Linked DNA regions of Macaca mulatta: region 1 is linked to region 2. Evidence: chromatin contacts called from public Hi-C data. All regions are on one chromosome and are shown on one strand. The core of a region is the stretch at or near the end of the contact, and the rest is flanking DNA. Distances in the headings are between cores, read along the strand shown. Region 1 has its middle 7.8 kb from the start of CDKN1B. Region 2 holds the start of BORCS5 (BLOC-1 related complex subunit 5).

Region 1 (5,954 bases), core at 2,429-4,928, 370 kb after region 2:
TTTGTTAAATAATATGGCTATGCTTAAAAGATTGCATACTGAGCCAAGTATAATTTTTTGTAATGTGTGAAAAAGATGCCAATTATTGTTATACATTAAGCAGTCAATAAAGAAAACTTCCATAGCTATTCATTGAGTCAAATTGTAATGTGCTTTACCAAACGAGGTATTTGACTTGGCATTCTAGTCATGTTTAAACAAATGTAAATGTGAAATGGCAAATATCTAGGTAATTCAGGCCCACAACTCAGATGGTGTTTTATGTAGTCTGAATGTAGTTAGCAGTTAGTATTTTCCACCTAGCTCTGTGTGGGTGGACAAAACTTTAGAAGGTGAAAATGGAAAAGCTACATTTTCATATGAATAAGGTTGTCAAAGTCTGCATTAGTAAAAATATTTATGTCTTCTAGGATATGAATGTGTCAGAACCAAAAAATCCTTACATAAGTGTAGACTGACACACATGCAGGATTGAAAATGAAAGTAACATGGTGACTTCTCTAAATTCTTTATTTACACATGAGAAGTGTGAGGAATTAAAGCAGTTGTTTGGACCATCTAATGTATAAATCTTGTTTAAAATATTCAAACATATGGGCCCTCAAGAAATTGGTGTGCACTCTAGGTAGCTATTTTTGAAATTTAACTGGTCATATAAAAATTATTTTAATTTCCAAATACCCTTGTTATAATCTACACAACCAAAAACTGGCTAATGTAAGTAACCAAATCTGAGAGTTTTGAGTCTCCATAGCCATACAGCAGATATATGTTTTTTACCTAAGGAAAAAAGTGTAAGACGATATTTTAAAGTCAGATAACTAAAATGATTCCTGTAATTCCACATTCTCAAAAGAAAATGTGTTTAAGGTGTAATAGTAAATTATTCTAGGACTTACTCTAGTAAGTGGGTAAATCGTAAAAATCTAAATTTGGGTTAAATTGTTTCGCTCAAATATCTACATTTCCATTATCGTACCCCAAAAGGAGCTCTCAAAGAATAGTTTGAACAGTTTTTGACCCGAAGATTTTTTTTTTTTTTTTTTTTTTTTTGAGCAGGTTGGACTCTTCGGCTCCCTGGAAGGGAAAAATAGGTCCTTTAGTGGCTGGGCTACGTCTTTCAAGTAGGTATTATTTTAATGAAAGACTAGAGGTGTTTTGTCATTTTGTTTGAAACTCCATCCAAGAGTGTTTTTCGAAAACAGACTGAGGGAGCAAGAAAAACAATTCGAAATAGGGAGGAAGGAGTGGAGGGTCAGAAAATAATGAAATTAAAGTTCCTCTGAGTAAAAGAAGATAATTCAGAAAGTGTCTCTAACAGAGGAAAAAATATCGCCTGGATTGCTGCAGGCACCCCAGTCTCCTTTCCTAAAGAGGTCTCTTTAAAGATAATTTTGAGCGATTGCGTTTTAGTTGTGCGGGCCAGGGAGAAGTGGATGCTCGCCGCGCCAGGCACGTCCACAGGAACGCAGCCCCGAGTCACCGTGTCCTTCGTCCTTTACCCGCCTGTGTCAAGCAAGCCTCCAAAAGTGACCCGCAGTTCAGCTCGTCCTTCTCCGCGAACGTCCCTTTGCGGGGATGCGGCCGCCGGTGCCCGCCACCCCTGGCCCCGCTACCAAGCCACTGCGCCGTCGTCTCCCCAAACTGCCCCGCAGTTCCGCGCCCGCCCGCCACGGCAGTTGCGGGGTCAGGCTGGCTGGTGCCTTGGGACGAAAAGGCCATCAAGTCTTGCTCCCCCATCTGTAACGTGCAGCCCCCGCACTGTCCCCGTCGTCGCGCGCAGTTCCCGCGCCCGGGCGGCCGCGCCTCCGCCGCGCAGCCGGGCTGGGCGGTTTCTCAGAAACTTTCCTCCCTCATCCTCTCCTCTGCGCTGAGAAAGCGGCGAAAGCCCCCACTCCTCTCCGCAGACAGACTCTCCACCTGAATTACTGGCTGCCTCCGCGGCTGTGGGGATATTGGAGCTAAGGAGAGAGCCTTCCCGAGTTCGCGGACCCTCCGGCGCTGCAGCCCGCTCCCACCCCTACACTGGGCTCCAATGATCCGCAGCCCCGCGCATTTCGAAAGCCCGCCCGGCTCGCCGGCGCCCGGGGAGGGTCACAGAGGCGCGCGGCCCGGGCCCAACGCCACGGCCGCCCGCGTGGGTCGCCTCCGCCCTCACCCCAGCTCGGCAACGTCCCCCCATCGCATCCCCGGCCGCCTGGCGCGGGGGCCTGGGACAGGGAAGAACTGGGAAATGTGGGTTTGGGGGCGTGTTTGGGGGACTCCGGGAGCGTGGGCTTCACAAGCGGGGAGCGGGGCGAGAGGCCTCTCAGGCCGGGGTGCTCCGGCCTCAGGGAGCGACTTTCCCGGAGGCCGGGGGACTCTGCCTTCGCCATTTCATTATCATCACAGCGCCCACACTTGCTCTTCTCTCAAGCTCTTTGCACCGAAAAAGTAATTCTAAATCTCCTCTAGGATCTTCTGTCTGTTCAGAGTATGAATTTCTTTTTAAAACTTGCTGTGTCTTTCACCTGGGCCACACCCTACGTCCACCCACCCCCTCTCCGCCAAAAGGGAGGTAAAAAATCCTGCGGGCCCAGCTGGGGGTGGGGAAGGGGCCCACAGTCCCGTTGGAAAACCTCAGCAGCCACCTCCGGGATCGGGGCTGGCCTGGGGGCTGGGGTGGGGTGGGGTGGGGTCCGCCGCAGGCCGACCCCGCAGAACCGAAAGTGCAGAGTTGACACGTATGCCCCAGCCCCTCTGCGGCCGCCCGCGCGCCCGGCCTGTCACGCGTGGGGACACACAGAGCGGCAGACATCGGAGCAAGCAGTACAAAAAGAAATCAAGGCGTTGGGCGCGAAACCTCGACGCGCCTCTAAAGGAACGTTGAGAAAAGGCTGGGAGCAGGGCGCGCGGCCGGGGTATTGCATCATTGCGGCTCCCCCTCCAGAAAACGGGCTCCGAACCACGGCGACCATCATGGCGCTGGCGCCGGGCTGCGCTCCCCGCGCGCCTTCCCCGCGCTCCAGCCGCGGCTCGGGAGCCTCGGACGCGCATTTCGCAAACATTCTCGCCCTCTCCCGAGCGCCTGCCCCCACCCCCTCCTTCTTTCTGTGTGTGTGTGCGTACGTGTGTGCCTGTGTGCGCGCGCGTATTTGTGTGTAGGGAGAACTTGCAGATGATTTTTTTTTCCCTCCCGTGCTGCTGGTTGTAAACTTGATTGGCATTGGCTGCGCCCACTGACCCCGACGCCGAGTCCGCTGAAGATTTAAGGTGGATCCAAGAGGCTGCAGCTTCAGGCTCAGTCTCGCGCTCTAGTTGGTTTGGGAGGAGGAAAAAAAAAAAAAAAAAAAAAAAAAGCCCCGAACTGGTCGCCCGCCGCGTTTGCCGAATCCCCCCCCGGGTCCCATTCCCCGCGCCCGCCCGGGGCCCCCTCCCCGCCTCGCGCGCCGCGCGCGGCCTCCGCCCACCTCCCACTTCTTCCCCATTGGCCGGCGCGTGCAGTTTGAATTTTTTTTTTTTTTTTTTTTTGGATGCTTGTTTTCTTGTAAAAAATACAGTTCCCCAGATCGTGTGACGAAACCTGCTTCGGCGGCCCGAGGTGGGGATTTTGAATCGGTTCGTGGAGGCAGAGGGAGGAGGATGGGCGGAGCTTCTGTTCCAAAATTTTCCCCTAAGTGCGGTTGACAGTGTGCAGGCAGGCGGGGGTGCGCGGGGCGGTCAGCGATCTGCAGCTTCGCAGGGACAGAGATGTAACCGAACTCGTTCACGGATGTTCCGCGCGCAGTGTCACCGCCTGCGGGCCAGGGGTGCTCGGAAGGCACGGGCAGGAGCCTGGCGAGGATGCACCTTCCCCAGCCTTGGAAAGGTAGAACTGGGGAGTGCGGGAGGGTGAAGGTGGCCCGGAAAAGAACACCTCTTCGCAACCAAAAAAAAAAAAAAAAATGAGAGAGAGGAAATAGAGGAAAAATGTGTTATTTCAACCGCCACTCAGAACCCATCATAATTCAGCCAGTCGGTGTCATTTTTATTGAATTAAATTTTTAAAAAGTTTTCTTTGATTTCCAGAGCGTTTTTGCGGGAGGAATATGTTAAAACAAACTCAAGACAGGAAATGAGACTTTTGAAGTGCCTTTGATTTCTGGGTCCGGAAATTCTTTTGATAAAGCATGTGTACGTTAAGATTTAGGATGACTTTTTTTTTTTTTTTTTTTTGTAATACGAGTCTAATGGAAATGACTTTCTTTATGAATTAGAACCCAATTATGTTTTACTCTGTGAACATTTTTAAAGTTTATAATAAGTCAAATGATTCTCCCAATCACTATGTCCATATTAGTGAAATTCTATCTCCATATTAGCGAAATTTGCATAGATACACACCTTTTTCTTTTTCTCTTTTAGTCTTGCTGTAGTGTACCGGACGATGTTAACCAGATATCCAGCACTAGCCTTCTAACAGTTCCTAACTCAGTGGTGTCATTTTTTAGTTCTTAACTCCCCCAATCCTTCTTAGCCTAACAAACCTCTTAATTAAGGTCCATGAAAGACCATAAACCAACCTGATAATGCCTTTAGCAAGGGTGTGTTCACTTAATCTCTAATCCCACATCATAAAGGTCTGCTAGTCACTCCTGACCTCCAAGAACCCACCTAACCAGGGTGGACACTGTAAGAAAACATACGTGCCTTAATGGAATGAGAACTTTTTTGAGTTGAAGACACTCTAGCCTCAGGAAACAGTGAGCTCACCATCCCTGGAGTGTGAGTCAAGGACTAGTCTTGGATGGCTCCGTGATAGGAACGTTGTGGACAAGATGCAAATATCAAATAGTATTTGGACTAGTGATTTCAAAGTCTGTTCCAGACCCCTGAGAAACTGTATTTCCAACCTTGGCATTTCTGGATTTCCACTAAATTAAGCTACTTTCCTTGCTCATTAGCATCTTGTAGAGCTGCTTGGGTATTTGAGCACTTGAATGTAGCTAGTCCAAATTGAGATGTGCTATATGACATAAACACCATGTTTCCAAGAATTAGTATGAAAAGAAAATGTTAAATATTTCATTAATAATTTTAATATTGATTACCTATTGAAATAATATTTTGTTATATTGGACTAAATAAAATATTAAAATGAATTTCATCTGTTCCATTTTGCTTTTTTAGTGGAGTTACTAGACAATTGACAGATGTGGCTCAAATTATATTTCTATTGGACATTACTCTTCAAGACTAACACCTGTGGTAACTTGAGGCCCCATCTGTGGTGGGGTGACTATTTTTAAGAGTGGTGACTATTAATACTGAGGAGTAGGTGGTCACTTCCAGCTGCCATCCTAACTTCTCAAATTAAAGTGAGACCCTAACTCAGCCTCTGAAAGCTTTATTATTTATTTATTTATTCTTCTTATTATTTTTTTTAAAAGATGGAGTCTCCCTGTCATCCAGGCTGGAGTGCAGTGGTGTGGTCATGTCTCACTGCAACCTCCAAATCCTGGGCTCATGCATTCCTCCCACCTCGGCCTCCAGAATCACTGCAATTACATGTGTGCTCTGAAACCTTTTTTTTTTTTTTTTTAACTTTGTAGAAAGAGTCTTGCTATGTTGCCCAGGCTGGTCTCGAACTCCTGGCCTCAAATGATTCTCCTGCCTTGGCCTCCCAAAGTGCTGAGATGACAGGCATGAGCCACCACACCTAGCATCTCTGAAACCTTTCAATAGAATTCTGCCAACATCTAACACCTACTGTTTAATCTTTAATTAATTAATTAATTAATTTATTTATTTTTCTTTTAAAGATGGGTCTCACTCTGTCACCCAGGCTGGAGTGCAGTGGGCATGAGCATGGCTCACTGCAGCCTCAAGCTCCTGGGCTCAGGAAATCCTCTACTTCAGCCTCCCATGTAGCTGGGACTACAGATGTGTGCTACCACCTCTAGCAGTTTTTTTACTTTTGTAGAGGTGAGGTCTTG
Region 2 (6,819 bases), core at 2,470-4,969:
GACCAATAATGTCAATGGGATCTACCTTCAAGATGTTCATAGCTCAGAAGGTGAAAGAGTCAAGCAAATCAACGGCTGTGTAAACAATAAGTGTGATGAAGGCCAGGTGTAGTGGCTCACATCTGTAATCCCAGCACTTTGGGAAGCCAAGGCAGGAGGATCACTTAAGCCCAGGAGTTTGAGGCCAGCCTGAGCCAACATGGCAAGACTCCATCTCTACAAAAAATAAAAATTGGCCTGGTATGGTGGTACACGCCTGTAGTTTCAGCTACTTGGGAGGCTGAGGCAGGAGGATCACCTAAGAGCCTAGGAGGTAGAGGCTGTAGTGAGCCATGATAGCACCACTGCTCTCCAGCCTGGGCACCAGAGTGAGACCCTGTCCCTGCCCTCCCCAAGAAAAGAATAAATGTTATAATAGAAGATGGCAAGTAAAAAGGCTCAGAGAAGGGACATCTGATCCCAATTTCTGGGAGGCGGTGTTAGTTAATTATTGAAGAATGAAGTTATTAGCAGATGAGGAGGAAAAGGCTGAATATTTCAGGAAGAGGAAAGTGCATGACCACAGGAAATTCAGCCTGTTAGGAAGGTTACCAGTGTACACAGAACAGAGAGAGAGGCTGGGGTCAGAGCAGGAAGGTTTTCATGTTAAATCTTAAACTTTATCCTAAAGGCATGGGGAGTTCTGAAGGTTTTTTGCAGGGCAGTGACAAGTCCAGAGACCTAATTAATATTCTAGAAAATTCTCTCTACCTGCCACAGGAGGGATGGATTGAAGGATGTGAGGCCAGAGGCCTCTCTTCCAAGAAATGGAAGTGATAAGGCCCTGAAATGGGCATGGACATAGAGGAGAAATTAACAGAGAGGCTCTCCAGGATGCAACAATTGGTTGGATGTGGTGCTGAGAGTAAGCAGGCTTCTGGCTTGGGAGCCTGGTTGGTTAGGAGTACCAGGTCATATAAAGACATGGGAAGAGGAGTCAGTCTGGAGTGGACAGACACATGATGAGTTTTGAAAACATGAGTCCCGGTTTTATAACTTACTAGTTGTGTGATCAAGAATAAATCACTTAACTTTTCTGTAAAATTAGGAAAGTGTTATCTACGTTCTACACAGATCATAATATAGACCTTTTTATGTAGGTCTAACATATAGACCTGTAGACCTGTAAACTCAAAAAGGTTGTTCAATTGCTAGTTATTACATGTACAACAACATAGTCTGCTGCTCACGTAGAAGGGATTTAAAAGGTGCTAAAAGACATCAATCTCAAATGTTTCCTAGCTATAAAGCTCTTCCAGCAGACTCCTTATGTTATATAAATGCTCATTTAATTTTCTTGCCACCAGACTGTAAGTACAGGGGCTGGGCCTTGTTGAATTTTTTATTCTTAGCGTGTAGCAAGTGCCTAGAACATTTCAGGTTCCCAAGAAATGTTAAGCCAGTGAAGAAAGGAATTTTATCTTCATATGTTCTTTTTCTGAATATAGCTTTATGGATATAGAATTTGCATACCATACAATTTACCCTGGTAAAGTGTACTCTACGGTGGTTTTTAATATATTCGGAGTTGTGCACTCATCATTACAATTTTAGAACATTTTCATCAACCCCAGAAAGAAACTCCATACCCAGTAATAGTCAGTCTACATTTCCCTTCCACCTACCCCTCCTTGGCCTTAGGCAACACTAATATATTTCTCTCTCTGTAGTGCTTCTCCTGGACATTTCATATAAACGGAATCTACAATATGTGGTATTTTGTGACAGGCCTTTTTCATATTGAATAATGTTGTCAAGGTTACTCTGTGTTGTAGCATGTATCAGTATTTCATCCTTCCCTTATTTTGGCTGAATAAATATTCCATTACACGGATATACCATGCTTTATCCATTCATCAGTTGATGGGATAGAAGATCTTTTTAAGAATGAAATGTTTATCCAAAAGAAAGCATAAAAAACACCATTACATCAGTATGGACTGGTGTATGGAACACAAGGCAAATATACTTTTATGTGGAAAGGGGGAAACAAGAGCCAGAATGAGTTATTCTCCATTCCTCACCCCTTTTACCTCTTCTCTCACCTAACCCTCAAAGAGGAAATCTGGGAGGCGAAGCAAGGACTCTCCAAAAGGCAATGGTCTCACTGCTTAGTGGGCCCTTCCCAGTCCCATCAGCCTGGTGTGGTTTATGTAAACCTCAAGACGAGTCAGACACAACCTTCTAGAAGCCTGCCCTGATCTCTCAGGCAGTTTTTCGTTCTATTTTCATATTCCCAGAGACCAGCGTACTTAGATTCATTTGCATTTTTCTCATTGTATTGCAATGGTGAGGAAAGAGCATCAGACAGTCCTAAATAGTTCCACCACTTACCACCTGCTGACCATGGAGGAGTCACCTACTTACCGGCTGCAGGGTTGTTGTGAAACTTAAATAAGGTAAAATAGGGGAAATTATTGTGATACAGTAGAGTGGAAGGGACTTAAAAATCATTTAGTCTACTTGACACTTCTTCTGAGACTGTATTTTATGCATATAAAATCTCAAGGCATTTACTTGAAAAAAATCTTTTTTTTTTTTAAAGAGACGGAATCTCGCTCTGTAGCCCAGGCTGTAGTGCAGTGGCGCGATCTCGGCTCACTGCAAGCTCCGCCTTCCAAGTTCATGCCATTCTCCTGCCTCAGCCTCCCGAGTAGCTGGGACTACAGGCGCCCGCCATCACGTCCGTCTAAATTTTTTGGTATTTTTAGTAGAGACGGGGTTTCGCCGTGTTAGCCAGGATGGTCTCTATCTCCTGACCTCGTGATCCGCCCGCCTCGGCCTCCCAAAATGCTGGGATTACAGGCGTGAGCCACCGCGTCTGGCCTACTTGAAATTTCTTGACGCAAACAACGTAATATAAAATGAGTTGCAAAGTTCGGAGAACTCCAGAGCCAGCTAACTCCTTGATGGCATTGCATTGCTAGGTCTACTTCCTTGCCCTGGTAAAAGTGGCAGTTTCCTTTCTGGATTACTCCCTCCTCACCTTTTGTTAGTTTCAGAGTGACGTGTTGATAACTGTCAAGGTCCCCAGAAAGCGCCTAGCCAAAAAGGTTCTTCACTTCTCTTTAAAGATGTGCACTCCCTAATACGTGAATCAGCACTTTCTATTTCTTAATTTTTCTCTCATTTCCAGCTGCTGCCTTCACCGCCTTCTGGTATTTTTTTGTTTGATCGTCCACTGCTAAACTCCCAGCTCTTCAGAATTAAAAATGAACTTTGCATCCACGCTGTTGTGGGTTCGAATCCTGGGTCTATCTAGCGTCTTTTTCTCCATCTGTAAAACGGGGTTAAAAATATCTTGTTTGTAAAGTTGTTCTCACATGTGGGTATTGAAGCGCTTAATAGCGTGGGTGGTGTTTGCAAGGCGACACAACAGGAAAGGGCTTACCCTTTTCGGCAGTTCTGGCTTCAAGGAGGTCAGGCCCTTTAAGGTGGCGTCGCCCTAAGTCGCAGGAGGGTGTCTCTCCGCCCCTCCCTCGGGCCGGGGGCGGGGCCTCCTAACCCGGAACTGACGGTCGGGCGTAGCCGGCACCGCCCATCTGCATCCCGGAAGGAGCGAGCTTGCGGCGCGTGAACCAGTGAGTGAAAGCGGCGCCGCCCGCCGGCCGCAGGTGCGGCAAAGCCAGTGTCATCTGCAGGTTCTCTTAGGGCTCCCGGAAAGAAGGAGGGCGAGCCGGGTGCATTCGCGCCGCGCCTCCTTGCGTTTCTGTTCCCCAAATAGGGCCTCTCCCCCCGCCGCCCAGGCCCCTGCGTGGGCTGGACGCGTCAGCCCCACACATTAGCCTCGCTGCGCCGCCCAGACTCTGCCTTGCCTCCCCGTCCCGGTCCCTGGCCCCTGCCCTGTCGCCCGCCGCCGGAGCGGTGACCGCCCGGCCCGCCGTTCTTCTGCTGCCACCGCTGCCGGCATCATGGGCAGTGAGCAGAGCTCCGAGGCCGAGAGCCGACCCAACGATCTGAACTCCTCAGGTCGGTGTCCTAACCCACCCCCCCTCCAGCCCGCCCTGTCTGCTTGCAGAGCGGGCTGCCTCCCAGACTAGTGGGGTCTGGGACTGCGGACGGGAACGCACAGAAAAATCCCTCACCATGTTACTAGGGGGAAAAAAAAAAGTCACCATCTGTCCTGGCCTCGATTCCCCTGATGGAAGTGCCTGTGACTGCAAGCTAAGCCAGCGTGGGCGCCGGTGCCCATTATTTATTTTCAAAACAGCCGTTTCTCCCAGCTACAGCCTACTGTTTAAAAGACGACCTAATTAATTTTTGGCTCAGTGCTCATGGCTGATGTAGTGAGATTTGGCTCACACGGTGGATAGATTATAGGACCTCTAAGAACAGGCTGTTTCTTAAAAACGGGTGTTAGAGGTTCCTTTTCTGAAGGGATATGTGATAGGTGTCCACTTATTTGAACTCTTGAGTGCAGAGGTCTCCGAAACAGCTTTTTCTTCTCAGAAGGTGTCTTGGTCCTTTTCTAATCTTACAGAGGTTGACCAGACAGCAGGCTCTGGTGTTTTCCATTGTTGTTCCCTGTCCATGAATTTTAGATTCCTCTAAGCGTTTGAGACAAGAATGGGAGGATTATTGTGTTTGCGATACAGTGAGTGTTCAATACATAAAACAGCTGATGTTTAATTGAGGACCATTTGCTGCTTTTTTTGTTACCCACGCAGGCCAGGACAGCTGGGAGTGCTTTGGCTAAGCTCCGGGGTTCCTAATGCAAATTGGTTAATCCGGGTCCTAAAAAGAGTCCCCGATTTTAGAAGTTCTCTGTTCTTGATAGGATTTGTAATTCATAAATAGGCAAGCTAATAGATCTAAGGGTGTTTCACTTTGAAGTGTGACCTTCAAGACTAGTTCAGACCTACATTCTGGGGGACTGGATTGGGGCAGCTTTGAATGGTGGGCAGCGTCTATTAGCTTTGCTACGTTTTTCTATTTCCTTGGAAGGCCCAGAGTGTCATATTTGTTGTAAGAAATATAATCATTGTGACATCTGACATTCTTGCCTCTATGGCAGGGCAGAAACATATTTTGGGGGGAAGCGGTGTGGCATCTTTTTAATATGCTTGCTTGCCCATGAACCAGCAGCATTTGCGCATTTCCGGTGTTAGAATTTGCCTATTCCCCCGGGCGCGGTGGCTCCAGCCTGTAATCCCAGCACTTTGGGAGGCCGAGACGGGCGGATCAGGAGGTCAGGAGATCGAGACCATCCTGGCTAACACGGTGAAACCCCGTCTCTACTAAAAAATACAAAAAACTAGCCGGGTGAGGTGGCAGGCGCCTGTAGTCCCAGCTACTCAGGAGGCTGAGGCGGGAGAATGGCGTAAACCCGGGAGGCGGAGCTTGCAGTGAGCTGAGATCCAGCCACTGCACTCCAGCCTGGGCCACAGAGCGAGACTCCGTCTCAAAAAAAAAAAAAAAAAAAAAAAAGAATTTGCCTATTCCCCTGTGCCAAGTACTTTACATACATTTACATAGAATTTTTGCAGTAATCCCATTTTACAGATAAGGTAGTAGAGGCTAGCTGGAATGTTTCGAACTCCCCTTTGCTCTGGCATCTGGGGAAGGAGGAATCACAATTTATTGCAGGAAAGATTTCTGGCATGGCTTTTGTAAAATGCTAGGTAAATTACCAAAACAGGTAAAGAAATATTTCTTGAAAAGAAATAAAAGCAGCAGAGATTTTTCTAAAAAAGGGAATGCCAAGCTTCTGGGGACGAGCTTCTAGGAGACAGAGCAGTTCTATGGCATCCCTGGATTAACCTTTGAGATATGACTATAATGAGCCTGCGAATATTACCTTCTAGAGCATAAAACACTTTTAAAGATTCATTCATGCCCCAGTCTGGAAGATATTTGGGGGAGAGGATGATTTCTTGGTCCAGGGAGTCCTTTATAATATGAATCACTTCCCTCCAAATGGATTACTTTCTCCCAAGGAACCTGAATTGATCTCCTCCTTTGTCCTCCAAATTTCTGATTTTTGCCTCAGCCTAGAATGGACTTACTGGCTATTTTTGCCCTGGACTAATGCTATAATTTTAAGAATGAGGGGGCTGAAGTCCTAGCTACTCAGGACGCCCAGGTGGGAGGATTGCTGGAGTCCAGGAGTTTAAATAATAAACTTTTTTTTGGGGGGGGGCGGACAGAGTCTCACTGTTGCCTAGGCTGGAGTGCAATGGCATGATCCTGGCTCACTGCAACCTCTGCCTCTCGGGTTCAAGCAATTTTCATGCCTCAGCCTCCTGAGTGGCTGGGATTACAGGGACCTCACGCCTGGATAATTTTTGTGTTTTTAGTCGAGATAAGGTTTTACCATGTTGGACAGGCTAATCTCGAACTCCTGACCTCAAGTGATCCACCTGCCTTGGCCTCCCAAAGTGCTGGGATTACAGGCGTGAGCCACCGTGCCCAGCCACATTGACTTAAAAAAAAAAAAAAAAAAAGAGGCTGAAGCCTCTGGAATAGGCCAGTCATTTGGGGGTTGAGACCAGGGTGTTTTCCTGGACTTAACATAGCTGGCTTGATGTGGTAGGGTGGATAGACAGCTTTGCAACTCCAGTGTCGCGGAGATGGGCCTTGTGTACCAGTAACTTAGAGACCTCTAATTCCTTTCCTAACTTTCTAGCACTGCTGACTTTGGGCAAGTCCCAGTTAAATTTTGTACCCTTTATTTCTCGTTTTAGAAATAGGGATATATATATATGTCAAGATATCAGGATAATTAAAGAAGGAGAAAATGAAAACAATCTGCCTATACTTTTATGTGCTGAAAAAGAAAAC

What was found. A called contact is a pair of places that touch in the nucleus more often than the background predicts.
Region 1: a Hi-C map of fetal cortex germinal zone shows a contact between it and region 2, with 4 times the contacts expected there. The contact joins the enhancer-like site here to the promoter of BORCS5 in region 2. A contact is called at or near these places in 3 of 14 Hi-C or Micro-C datasets (CD4 T cells, cortical neurons and fetal cortex germinal zone).

The regions. Positions count from the first base shown.
Region 1 is chr11:15,144,688-15,150,641 of T2T-MMU8v2.0, forward strand. It overlaps a transcript of CDKN1B not described here. Among named protein-coding and RNA genes, the nearest start is that of CDKN1B, 7.8 kb to the left of the region's middle. Within about 2 kb of position 3,679, at least 38 of the 40 cell types and tissues checked have an H3K27ac peak or open chromatin away from gene starts, as enhancers often do. A contact at or near this core is called in CD4 T cells and fetal cortex germinal zone, where this site is marked.
Region 2 is chr11:14,777,380-14,784,198 of T2T-MMU8v2.0, forward strand. It overlaps BORCS5 (BLOC-1 related complex subunit 5), which reads left to right and starts at 3,720. Exons shown (of 4, transcript NM_001261647.1): 1 at 3,720-4,008. The coding sequence starts at 3,951. It also overlaps a transcript of MANSC1 not described here.